Regions from separate parts of the Oryzias latipes genome. Here region 2 is linked to region 1. A link is a contact called in public Hi-C data. All regions are on one chromosome and are shown on one strand. Each heading gives the region's core, a stretch centred on a gene start, on an enhancer-like site or on the middle of the called end of the contact. The rest is flanking DNA. Distances are from core to core; before and after follow the strand shown. Region 1 holds the start of LOC101166820 (zinc finger protein 346). Region 2 has its middle 14 kb from the start of LOC101161079.

Region 1 (2,700 bases), core at 188-2,687:
GAGACAGAAAGCATCATTCTCTCCAACTCTTCATCATCCTCCATCTCTAAAGAGATGATAAATTGGGGCGACAGTGGCTCAGGTGGTTGAGCGGGTCGTCCAATGATCGAAGGGTTGGCGGTTCGATCCCCGCTCCCTCCAGCCAAAATGTCGTTGTGTCCTTGGGCAAGACACCTCACCCTCCTTGCCTCCAGTGTGGCTCCACTGGTGTGTGGATGTGTATGAATGATCCCGGTGATGGTCAGAGGGGCCGTAGGCGCGAAATGGCAGCCACGCCTCTGTCAGTCTGCCCCAGGGCAGCTGTGGCTACAACCATAGCTTACCATCACCAAGTATGAATGAGGAGTGAATGAATAATGGACACAATGTAAGCGCTTTGGGTGTCTTGAAAAGCGCAGATAAATCCAATCCATTATTATTATTATTATTATTAAAGAAGACACTGAAAAGATGGGAAACATCATTTCTACCATGTTTCCTAACGTCAGCATGAACGTCTAGTCTGCCACAGACCTGGAGGACTAGAAGAAGGTTTAGGAAGAGCAGGTTCTGAGCCTCTTTCTTCTTCAGGTACTGCTGGAGCAGGAACATTTTGCTGCCTGAAACCTGAGGGATTCCTGAGGATAAATGATGCATATCCATCTTCTCTTTTCTGGATAATGAAATACTGTCACCCCTGTCATGCATAATAAAAATAACATAGAAAATGTAATGTAACCCCTGTTCACCTCACTACATTTGGTTAAATGAATAAGGTTTTGAAAACACACTTAACTGGACAAAGTGAGTTTCTAGTTTGAACACGTTCCTCTCATCCCAGCTGTTACCCTCACCGTTGGAGTTTCAGTCCTCATGTTCAACAATGACGGGAAGAGAAATGTTTTCAAATTATAGACTTTGTCCTGTTTTTTATTTTTATTTTTTTACTTACATGAGACTTTAACTTGTTGTGCTCTTGTGTTTTAAAAGCGATCGGATCTAATCTGTCCTGTAAAATCCTTACTACTAAGAGACGATGTGGAAACAGCGCCACCAAGATCTTGCTAGTGGTGAAAAAGTGTATTACATCTAAGAACTACCATAGAGAATGAATAGGAAAAGTTAAGAGAGTTATTTAAGCTGAACTATTATCGCCAAAACGCGCTACAATGCGGAAACTATAATATACACAATTAGTAAATAATAACAGACACAATCCGTGTTTATGTGCTATGTATGTCATCTGACAGTATATATCAAAGATCATAAATCGACTGATATTCTGCACATCATCGTTTCATATTTACCATACGTCCTTAAGGATCTTTTTCTTTCATACTGATATATCAGCTGTTTCTGTAAAGAGTGTCACTACATCATTGGCCGTCAAAAAGTCTTAAATCACAGATCTTACACTAATAAAATTCAGGCCCGCGTGCTCTGATGCTCTGCAGCCTTCTTGGGAATGTAAACATCGCGCATGCGCAAGCTACGGACAGCGGTGCTGGTTGTAGGTGATAATCATGGCGGAGCTAGACAGCGACAATTTTCTTTGCTTGTCTCCGGAGATTGTGAAAGGTTAGTCCTAGTTCTTTTCTATAATTTCGAGTAACAGTTTACTGGTTAAGTCGTCGGTGTGTTTATTTGTAAGCTAGCCAGTTGGAACCATCTGAGCTAATGTTGACGTTAGCTTCCTGAAGCCAAACATTAGCCGACGCTCCAGCCAGGATGATGGCTAACGTGCTAAGCTAAGCTAGCCGCAGTGGATCCAAGGTCGATGACAGGGAGTCTGCATCCGCTGACTGACGGGCTCTGGTCCGTGGAGAAAAGTGACCAGACTGTCGTCAACTGAGACAGTATTGAACTCAGAAGCAATTTTGGAGACACACCTAGCTTGAACTTCCAGCCTGTAAAAATTCCCTCGGTCCATCGTGTCACTGACTGTCCTGAATCAATGTCCCACATCTGAGAAAGTGAGATGCTCAGATCTTGGAAGAGCTCCATTAAAAATTAAATAAAGTTGAATCAAAATCATTTGTATGCTGATATACTTTATTTCAAGTTTTTTCCCCCTCTTCATGCTGATAATAAGATAATTTTGTTGCCATTACAAATATAACAAGTGGAAACAAAAATGTGCTTTCTGATGAGTGCATCCTTCATTCATTAAAAACAAAGAATGTTCAACAAATAAAAGTGTTAAAATGATTTAAACATGAAAACATTTATCTATAAAACATCCAGCAATCACACAGAATCAATGCAAGTTTCCCAAACATCCAACAGCATAGTTCCAGCAGCTTCCAGCAGCTGCAGATGGGAAATTTCAACATCATTTCTACCTATTATTTAAAACACCTATTTTTTTAAAGTTATCTTTTGATCTATGTCCTTGTTTAGCCTTACATGCATCAAAAGAAAAATTAAAATTCATTTTCCTGTTGTGTTCTGTTAAAATCTCTCTTAATCTTAAGTGAAATGTTTATAATCAAACAGATCTGGATTCAGGATAGACATTTGACAGTTAAGGGCGAGGTTACAGTTAGTGTAATGGTGGTAACGGAACCACATTATAGGGTTAAAATACCATCAGTTAAATGTGTGCAAATAACATCAGCCTTTGGAAAAATATCTTTTATTTTTTGTTTTATTTACTGCATTTCTTGCTGTCTCAGCAGAATCTTTGGATTAAATTACTGCAGAGAGGGAACTGCTGATGCG
Region 2 (2,700 bases), core at 91-2,590, 140 kb after region 1:
TTTTTGGGAGAATTAGGAAATCTGGAAAACCACTGTGAGTAAAAAATGTACAAATTAACAATAATTATCTAAAATCTCATTATGTTTATTTAGTTTTTTGTTAATTTAGTTTTAGAGAGCGCAACTCTGTTAAATTAAGCTTTTTGGTGATGAAGTTGAGTCTTTTGTGGGGGGGTTTCACAATTTCATGTGTAGTTTTTTCTCAGATTTTATAGAAAAAATGCTTAAACAAATCACTTATTCAGACACAGTTGAGGATTAGCATCAACCTAAAACTGTTGGTGTAGAGTCTGCTTTTATCCAAACCCTCCATTTCTGTACAAATGCTTTTCTTCATCTCACATGTCAGAAACTTCACTGAAATCTTTATATATTCTGGACATTCACTTTTCTCCAAACAGGTTGGATGATGTCTGGATTCAAATTTCCTCAGTGTCCAGTTTTGTCCTTAACGCAGTCCAGGGTCCGGTCTTGATTGGACCAGTCCGTCTCCTTTTACCGCTCCACGGGGGCGACATTACGGACCAGTGGGGGTGTCTTTTGAAAGCTTTGAGAGAGAAAAAGGGGGTAGATGATTTGGCATTAGGTCATCTCCAACCCCTCCTGCTCCGCGTCTGAGGGTCTGACAGGTCTCATCATGGAGGGGACCTGCCGGGCAGATTGACAACTCAATGAGGCGACCAGCGCCGCGCTTTTACAAGCACCATTTCACGGCCTCTGCCTTTGTATGACAAACCCAATATACCCTCAGCTACCATCCCCAAGCTCACATTTTTTCTTTCTTTTCTTTCTTTGCAGGACCCCTCCCTACCACTGTCCTGTCTGTGTGCTGCTTGAGTTTGAAGGTTTTTAAAGTTCCTGTTCTTCTTCTGAAATAGCCAGAAAGCTTCTTAGTGCTTGAACTCAAAAGGCTTTAGTCGTATTCTTTAAATCTAAAAAACTCAAATAGGTTGCTGGAATGCTTCAGTATTGCTGCACATTTTATTTTTGTTTTTGCACACTAAAAAGTGCAGAGGGATTGCAAAATGAGTGTTTAATAACCTGCAGAGCCACAATTTGTTTTAAAATGGAAATTTAAGACAATGTATTTCGAAGGTTTCCTTTAAAATCCTACAATAATCTTTGCTGAAGACGAGCAAGAGTGTCTAAAAATGATAATACTGTATTTGTCAGATACCAAGCTGAGACGAAAGAAGAAGTCCAGAGATGGAGGGAAAATAAATTCCCTCCCTATCATTTCATAGGGACGGAATGAAGAAGGGAGGGAAAGTGGGAGGCTTGGACGGGTGGAGATACCGTTACGCTTTGCTGCTTCTCAATTGAAGTCTCTGCACCAGCCACAAAACCTGGCTCGCTCCGTATACCTCATGTTTGCATGTGAAAGCCCGGCTCCATTGTTGGGGCCTAACTGCACATTTAACCTGTCTGGAATGAAAGAAAGGGGGGATATTTTCCTGCCTGTCCCTCCCCTCAGCCTTTTTTCTCTCGTCTTAACAAACCAATTAGCTGGACATTTCAGCCAAAGAGGGCTTCTTTAAAAACATGTGTTAAATTAGGAATAATCAGCTTCACTGATGTTTCATCCTCAGCCAGAACGGAGAGAAAAAAAGTAGAACTTTTTCCAGCTTTTATGTTAGTTTGAGATCTAAATTTGTACTTTTGAGGTGTTTGAAGCTGAACCTTACACAAATATTTACTAGAAAAAGAAATAAACCCCCCCTAAGAAAACCAAAATGTTCAGCTAGGAATGAAATAATCTTGTTGCTGAATTCAGCAAGTTAAAGTTTAAAAGTAAATAAATGAGAGAACACCGAATGTTTTTCCTCATAAGTTGATAATAATAGTCTTTTTCAGCAGAGGGTTTAAAAACAGCTCCTCCTGTGTCGGAGTCGCGGTGATGGCAGGTTTTGATGCGGCCAGCGTCCACAGGGCCGCCGCTCACGCTGGGACACTGAGTGGGGATCGGTTTTTCTGCCAGAGCCTCTGGCTTTTCTTTGAAATCTGCAGAGGAGTGTGGTTTGGCTCTGAAAAGACGCTGTCCAGTACAATCAAGCTCAAGTCCAAGCGAGCTGTGTGGAACATGAAGTTTGGGAGTTTCTGTTTATCTGTGTCGCCCACAGACCCACTGTTGATGATTTAAGAAGCTTTTTTGATGATTTTTAGCAAATCATAGTTAAATGACCAGTAGTCAGTTCGACTATTTCTTTTGGAATGCAGAATAAAATAACAAGTCTTTAAAAACTTGATTTAAAAACAAGATTTTTACAAAAAAAAAAGAATAAATAAATTACAATTTTTTATTATGTTTACCTTACAGTCATTCTTTTTCTGTAACCAAATGATTTATCTTTGGATAGTTCCATTGTAAATGTCTCTGAATTTTATTTTTTATCTGGATAACACATTTTGTGTTATGAATGAGGAAATTAGGAGAAATTAGGAGCTTTAAGGAGCCGGTGTTTAAAAGGAATTTGAGGTCCAGAATTGGAGAATGTCCAGTTTTCAGGTTTTTTTGTCTTAGGAATTTGCACTTTTATTTGTTTTGTTTTTCAGAGATATCTTTTGTTTTGTGTTAATTTTTTTTTGTTCCCCTGTCACAGTCACAGTGTCTTGTTTTCAGGTCATATTTCTCAGGTCTTTTTCTTTGTCAGTTTTTGTTGTTCCCTAATTTTTCATGTTCAGGCTTATTTCTTAAAGGGG

What was found. A called contact is a pair of places that touch in the nucleus more often than the background predicts.
Region 2: a contact with region 1 is called in a Hi-C map of embryo, with 2.7 times the contacts expected there. The contact joins the enhancer-like site here to the promoter of LOC101166820 in region 1. A contact is called at or near these places in 5 of 5 Hi-C or Micro-C datasets (embryo, fibroblasts and gastrula embryo).

The regions. Positions count from the first base shown.
Region 1 is chr14:24,398,675-24,401,374 of ASM223467v1, forward strand. It overlaps LOC101166820 (zinc finger protein 346), which reads left to right and starts at 1,438. Exons shown (of 7, transcript XM_004076766.4): 1 at 1,438-1,557. The coding sequence starts at 1,503.
Region 2 is chr14:24,542,716-24,545,415 of ASM223467v1, forward strand. No RefSeq gene overlaps it. Among protein-coding and RNA genes, the nearest start is that of LOC101161079, 14 kb to the right of the region's middle. Within about 2 kb of position 1,341, at least 1 of the 8 cell types and tissues checked has an H3K27ac peak or open chromatin away from gene starts, as enhancers often do. A contact at or near this core is called in embryo, where this site is marked.